Linked DNA regions of Triticum aestivum: region 1 is linked to region 2. A link is a contact called in public Hi-C data. All regions are on one chromosome and are shown on one strand. The core of a region is the stretch at or near the end of the contact, and the rest is flanking DNA. Distances in the headings are between cores, read along the strand shown.

Evidence for each region. Hi-C and Micro-C count contacts between places; a contact is called where the count stands out from the background.
Region 1: a contact with region 2 is called in a Hi-C map of leaf, with 2.8 times the contacts expected there. The contact joins the promoter of LOC123167080 here to the promoter of LOC123164446 in region 2. A contact is called at or near these places in 2 of 5 Hi-C or Micro-C datasets (both in leaf).

The regions. Positions count from the first base shown.
Region 1 is chr7D:246,933,333-246,937,062 of IWGSC CS RefSeq v2.1, forward strand. LOC123167080 (zinc finger protein CONSTANS-LIKE 14) reads right to left here and starts at 1,556. Exons shown (of 4, transcript XM_044584917.1): 1 at 567-1,556. The coding sequence starts at 1,412.
Region 2 is chr7D:246,749,111-246,752,938 of IWGSC CS RefSeq v2.1, forward strand. It overlaps LOC123164446, which reads left to right and starts at 2,257. Exons shown (of 7, transcript XM_044581945.1): 1 at 2,257-2,695; 2 at 3,326-3,828. The coding sequence starts at 3,668. It overlaps LOC123164693 (pyruvate dehydrogenase E1 component subunit beta-1, mitochondrial), which reads left to right. Exons shown (of 14, transcript XM_044582242.1): 14 at 489-905. The coding sequence ends at 539.

The sequences.
Region 1 (3,730 bases), core at 306-2,805, 180 kb after region 2:
ATAAAGGGCAAATTTATCTCTACTCAAAACTAGTGAAACCAATCACTTCTCTGGCTGACAAAATCTAGGACAAAACTAGAGCCTGATTGTCCGTGAGAACCGCAGGAGAGGAGACCATCAGGTCATGTACAAAGGAATGGACGCTAAACTCTGATGACTTTGGAACTGGCACCTTGTTATTCATCTGAACGCCAATAGTTTTTCCATGACCTACCAGAGATCATGAATTCATGATTGCATTCCATGATCTGAATGATCAATGTATTAACCGGGAACTGCACAAAGTGGCAACGAGCATGTAGCCTTCAACAAACCTGTTTGATGATCTATTGTTGTTTGCTCAGAAAATTAAGATCAGAACATTTCTCGTGACCGAGTAGTGTTACAAAACATGTGATGTTAATGTGTGTTTGGCTACCACGATGCGGCTACCTGAAGGCAATGCAACTAATTTAGTCACTCATAAAGACGCCAACAAAACATCTGATTAGTACAATTGACATGTAAATTGTCTGAATACCAACAATTGATTTATTTGTTTGCATATCATTCTCATGTTTTTTTACCTGGGTGGGTGGCACGGATGAGGGTGGGGCGAACTCCCATCGAAGTTGCTCTTCGTCATCATCACGGAGGCGGTCGTTGCCGATAAGCTCGGCGCAGTGAGCTGACGGCATCATCAGCAGGGACGTGTACGGACACGGCACCTCCGGAGCAGGAGGCAGCGGTGGGGGAGCTTGCTTGTCAGGCAAGCGCCCGCTAGCCCCGGCGGAGGACCGACGAGGAGTCCTGGGGCTCAGATCCGAGTACCCCTGCGGCTGCGACGTCTCCGTCTCTCGCCGCGCCATCTCGGCGAGCTGGTGGCACAGCGCTTCCCCCTTGAGGGGCCGGCCGCCGCCTGCCGAGACGGCCACCTCCGGCGGGTTGCAGGGCACGTAGAGGTCGCGCATCTCGGGGTCAACCAGCATGGAGTAGTCCAAGGACGAGAAGAAGAAGGCGTCCTCATCCTCTTGGTCGCCGCCGCCGCCGAGGCCGCAACCGAACGCGGCGCCGCCGCCGCCGCCAGGGAGGAGGTCGACGCCCCACGACGCGGCGAGCTCGGACGCCGCGGGGCAGCCCGCGAAGCCCTCCACGGGCACGCGCGCCGCGTCTTCGCACCCGCCGTCGCAGTCCGCGCAGAGGAACGCCGGCTCGCCTCCCCCGGCCGCCACGCGCGCAGCCGCCGGGCGGGCCGCGCACCCGGCGCAGAGCGGCGCGCGCACGTGCTTCCGCGAGAGCGCGTTGGCGGCGTGCACGTGGCGGTCGCACGCCACGCAGAGCCGCGCCGCGTCGGCCCGGCAGTGCAGCGCCGCCGCCGCCTCCCCGCAGTAGTCGCACGGCCAGTGCTGCCTCGCCCCTCCGTTGTCCTTCATGGCCAGCGCCCGGCACGCCACGCCACCCGAGCCGAGCAGAGAACCCCGCGATGCCGGAGGGAGGGAGGAGGGGCGGCGGAGGTGGGTCAAAAGGCGGGAGAGCGAGAGGGTCTGCCGCTTCTTATCGCCGCGCGCTTTAGCTTATGCAATCCGAAGCGGGGCTGCGACTGCGAGGGTATGGGAGAAAGCGAGGGAGAGGAGGAGGCCGATCCGCTGCGCCATGCCGAACACCGAGGGCACGGCATTCTCTTTCCACGTGCCGCGCTATGATTTCGCTGAGGTGGCGGGGCCGCGGGCGTGGGACCAGTTAGGCAGTGAGTTAGCGGTGTCGGAAAATATCTAGCGGAGCTCGCTGAGGTGGCGGGTTGGGGAGGGGGCTGGGAGGCTGACACGGTGGGACATGAGTAGTGGGTCCCAATAAGGTGGAAAGAACTTACGTAGGACTCGTAAACTGCTGAGCAAAATCACGATTTTATTTTCGGGAGAAAATGGCGATTAAAGCAAGCTCGCACATGGAGCTTATGATCTCGAGCTCACGTGCAGCCTTATGAGTAGTAAAAAAAACTCTGAATGTCTTTGATAACAAATACTAGTATTGTTGAATGTTCTATGTAGTGCAAATGTTCGTGAAAAATAGCATTAGGAATTTTTTCCTTCATTAAAATTTGCATGTATGTAGGAGTAGAACATTCAACAATATTTATTGTATTCCCTAAAAAAATATTTGTTGTAAAGAAGTTCAGAATTTTTTTTGGCCTGCAAAAAAAAGTTTAGAATTTCTAAAAAATTACCTTTTTTACGATCAGAAGAGCACATTCGTGCATGCTTTTTTTTAAGACTTGTAAAATGGTAACTTGATGCTGAGGAGCAGTAAAGATAAATCAGAAGAAAATAATATGTTTTCTTTTTATTAAGAAATGGTCTTTTCGAAATAATATCTCATCATATATGTAGAAATATCTAGTTACTAGTAAGACTAAGAGATGACTAATTGTTCATCATATTGTTATTGTTATCTCTAGATTGCATGGCAGGTTTAAGATAAGACCTTATTAAGCACTATATATAAATGCCATAATAGACATGTTAAGCTAATGCGGCTCGTCGTTTTCTTAAAACAATTGTAGCAGATGTGCCTTATTTGCAGCCTCGAAAAATCGTTTTGGAGTGTGCTCCATAATTTGTAGAGGTTGTGAAGGTTGTGCGCAAACAGAGAGTCCCATGACTCAAAATCGATATTTTGCGGATCCATCCATCAGTGTCTATGTTTGTTCTGCACATAAAGAAATTGGACATTGCATTGAAAATTATATTGCGTCGTTGAACATCACATGGAAATCGAAATTGACCTGGACCGACAAATAAAAATAAACTAGAATGACTAATCATAATTAACAGAGCAACTTCAAACATGATTTTATTTCATTGGCTTCCTCCTCTGTTTGGAAGTGTCCTCACGTTAGGACGAGGCTTCGAGTGCTTCCACATGTGCTTTGATGTGGTCGAGGTACCATTAGGCTTCTTGGATGCAGGCGAGGGACACGGTCTTGTAACCATAGTGACTGTGGCTTCTACTTCTTCCAAGATGTCTTCCATCACACGGGAGAGATACCGGCGGGGAGCAGGGAGACGCTTGGCCCCACGCCTAATTCAGTCTCTCGGAACACGGTGGCTTGGACCCACTCATAGTAATTCTTGGAACTTTCCTTCGATGCGCTCCTCTTCGATCTCGTTGAGGAAGGTCCATGAGGAGGGTCTGAGCGCGACATATCACAAGCAAGGTGTACAGTAATATAGTCAGTAGGAAAGGGAAAGATGATTGAATGTGCCGGCGAGTGGAGAGTATCGGTTTATATAGCCACGCTCTGGCATAAAAATTACCTGAAAAGGGCGCACTCTGGCAAGAAACAAGGCAAGGAAGGCGTGTCGATAGGCAGCAACCATTAATGGGTGCTTTTACTGGTGGAAACCGGTACCACGGGAGTCGTACGAACGACTGACATTGGCAGGAGAGCAAGAAAATGGATGAAATTTCACCCTCATGTGGACGGTTTGATATGGAGTGCGCTCCATATCAACGTCCCCATTCTATAAATATGAAGGCTCCCACCCACTATTTGGAGCTTGCTCCAAAAATTATGGAGGCAGAGAGCGATATGGTGAGTCAGGTAGATCCTTTTCTTGGGCCCGAACGCCATACTGGCAGTTATTGTGGTGATGTAGCCATTTTGACAACTCTAGTAGAGCCACTCTTAGGATGCAACTAGGGGAAAGACGCATTTTACGGGCGGCCACACTAATTTTACATCCATTTCAGT
Region 2 (3,828 bases), core at 1,007-3,506:
GCGTTGTTACTGATAGCTTGGAAAATTTGAAGGTTGGGCATTAGACAGTTGATATGTTTCAGAGACAGGATCCTCCGCCCATATTTTTAATCTTTGTAGGCATACATCATCACTCTTTAGACTGCTAGGATTTAGCTTACCAGATTATGTTGGACATGGGGAGTCGATTCTTCAAACGTTTCTAGAGAGATGAGTAGGCAGAGCCGCATAGGAAAGGTGGCTATATAGTATGTTGAATTGTCTGAGAGAACATAAGACCTACATATTAAGGCCTCCGTTGATTCATGGGATAGGAATATCACAGGAATAGGGAAGTCATATTCTGGGAAAATTTACTCAGGTTCAGCCAATCATCTTAGGAGTAGGATGGTGATATTAGACGTAGGTTGAAGTATTCATTCACCTAGTCATATTAGGAGAAAGCAGGATCATGCATGAATAATTTATTTCTTATCCTCGCCTCACTAACGTTTTTGGCATGCTTGCAGGTTGAGGACATCGTCCGTGCTGCAAAGCGAGCTTGCTACAGATCATCATGAATGGCGGCAACCGCCTAAGCACAAATGCACGTTTTGTTTATCGGCCTTCTTCTTTGTTCCTTGTCCAGAAAAGATGTACTGAATCGCATAATTGTATCCCCCAACTCTTGTGAGCTAATTTTGTAGATCTGCATGCATTGTTGATTCCAATCTGTCGGCGGCAGTCGGATGACTGCATTCAGTTCATGGTTCATCCTGAGGCGTTTGAATCGTGCAACTTCTGGAGGTTTACATCACTGAGGGATGTCTCAATAACATGTATGTAACTGAATTACAGACGTTCACATGATTTTGCTGTGGCTTAGGCCGATCTGTAAGTGTGATCAATATCGCGGAGAAAACTGGAACATTGAAATGCTTCCCTTAGCGTTTGTTTGTTAACTCACACGTGTATGCATACTTGAGTCTGAGAGTGACACCTGTGGCTGACGCCTAGATGTCGCTCATGATGTGTCAGGGCTGAGAGGCTGATTCTACAGGCGAGGCAGTCTCCAAGATTAGTATATACGCGGAAAGCAACAGGTGGAACGCGACCCATAAAGGAGAGCTCCACCACATGTGGAGCAACTTCCGTTGCTGTGGGGTTGTGGCCTCATCATGGACCATGATTCTTCCTTCAGCTGGAAACTACCGAATTGTGGCAACACGTATGAGATAGCGATCGACCGTTGCTTTGTCTAATCTGTAGATAATATCATTCCCGCTAGCTCATCATTGGTGTGTGGTGCTCTGGATCAGGCGCTCTCTCTCTCGTCCCTAATCCACATCGCCTTTTGGCCGCTGTTTCCGCTAGTGGACAGTCCTGTGCCACGATTCAAATCTCAAATGACATCTTCTGTCGTGGTCAACATTACTTTGGTCCATTGAGCCTTCTATTGTAGAGTACTGTAAAAGATTCTTACATCATCCAATGAGCAGTCCATCGCTCAGGTACCACAAAGCTACTCCGAGGGAAGGAAAAAAGATGAAGCGAGAAAAAGATGATGCATCATGGCAGGGGAGTGTCATTGGGAAGAAATGGACCAGGTTCTCAGTCTGACCGGTCTTAGATTTGATACCAAAGTAGAGCGTACGGATCTTAGCCGCCCAAGGAGTAGGTCCAGTCCACTGTTTTGAATCTAGTCTTCTTTTCTTCTGCGAAACTATAAACAGGCCCTTGAAAAGATGTGTTTTCGTGTGTACAGGTCATCAGTCGTCCGTCTTAAGACGGAGGTTCGGTATAGTCTCCTACAACTTGCGTGCGTGCATAACAACAAGATCTGATGTCAGGTGTTTTAGATCGATTTAATGGTTTAACAACGACGACTATGGCTTTATGGTGCTGGTCTTTAGGGTACCTTCGTGAAAACTTTTCAACTGTCATCGATTAGGCTAGGCTGGGTCTGATATGGGAGCCGCGACAATGGCATGTCGGTGCCTCGTTCTGATTGCAGTAGTGGTCGGATGTAATCTTTATTATGTTTGATGTGCTTTGTATTTTCCATTAACTTTTATAACAGATAACAGATATAAGTATTTTACAAAAGAAATATATGTCCTCTGGGCAGCAACAGAATTTGTTACAGAAGCCGGTACATTAACCACCGCCGCTCAACCGCCCCAGAGTCTCAGAAACCGAATCTGTGAGACGTGAAGGGCCTGAATGTTAGAAACAGAAGCCACAAAACAGACGCGAGAACATTTTCTCTATCCACTCCGGAGAAAAAAAAAAGCAACCGAACGAGAACAAAAGCGAAACCAAAACAGCCGAGCTGATTGGAAACATCCAGATGCCGCTGCCGCTGCCGCTGCTACTAACCCAACCCAACCCGGCGTTTCCCCTCTAGAAAATATCATCATTTCTAGCGCCTAATCAAGGACCCTTGGTTAGTTGCTTGCGGAATTATATACCCACCATTGGAGCAGCAAGCGATAGAGGGGAGCGAAGAAGAGCAGCCAGAGGAGAACGCAGGAGAGGAGAAGGTCCGGCGGAGGTGGACGTCGAGAGCCCGGCGGAAATCGCCCGGAGCGATTGAGCCGCGGAGTCTCCCCGGGCGGGCTGGTTCCCGGCGGTCGGATCGAAGCGGCCCTCAATCTCGGGGCACCCCGATTCGATTCGGCGGCACGGGCCGTGCCGCTGTTGATTAATCCATTTGGCTCCATGGATGGATAGGCAGGTAAACCTTTATTACCGCCGGCTTGTATTTCTGCGATTCCCGTTGCTCTGGTGGGCTCTGCCCGTTTATCGGTGGGGAATTTGGTTCTTCGTTTCGATCGGTGACGGTTTCCGCAGTCCGTCCCCAAATTTGGGTCTCTCATTTCCTCAAATTTGGCTGCTGCCGTGCTCCCGATTTCGGTAGTTTTGAGGTTTAGCCCATGCATGTCTGTTTGCTCGGCGATTGGCTGACCATGTCTCCATTTGTGCCTGGTCTGGGCAGCAGTATGGAGTGGAGTAGATAGCATTGTGATGGATGCGCAATCATTGGTTGGGAACTTGCTATTTCTATGCATCAGGCGGAAGATATAGAATACTGACAAGTTTGTTGCTCCTGAGCTAAATATAGTAACCGTAGCACGTAGTATTGATTGAGCTTCTGTTCATCACGTAGTGGGATTAATTGAACTCCTTCTATTCATGGGTTTAGTCATGTGATGGGTGTAAGAATAGTTAGCAATTGAGCTTCTCTTGGTCATGTAGTGGGATTAATTGAACTTGTATTCATGGGTGTAGCCAAGTGATAGGATCAATTGAGCCTCTGTCTGCTCATCAGTTTGCTGAATCAATGTTTGTCGATTCGTTTCTGCAGGGCTGTGACGTGATCTTCTCGCATGGTTCATCCTAGGCCAGGTCCCTGGTTGCTTGCCCAGCCTCCAAGTTGTGTGTCATCTCCAGTTGTGGTAGCCAGGGGGCATGATTAGTAGTGGCAAGATGGTAACGTTGCTTCCAGTGGGTCTGAACCAGAAATGCCGGTGTGGTTCGGCCCTTCCGGTGGTGATTGGTTTCAATTGATGATTTGTCTAGGCATCGATTTGGACACTGAAATGGCAAGATACTGAGAGGGCCGTGGAAAGGAACTGGATAGGTGTACTGCAGGAGCGATTACAGATTGGGGGTCTTCCTTCTCGCTGAGTATCAGAGATTGGTTGCGATGGGTTTACCCCAAGTTTCTTCAGTCAGGGAGGATGTCTCTACAGGATCAAGGACACCTGTGTCAAGCCCTTCACGTACCAATGGTGTTGGTGCCTGCGATTTGGACGGGCTTCCTCGAGAAAGCCCAAATGGCAAGGCTTCATATCGATCGATTGGCAA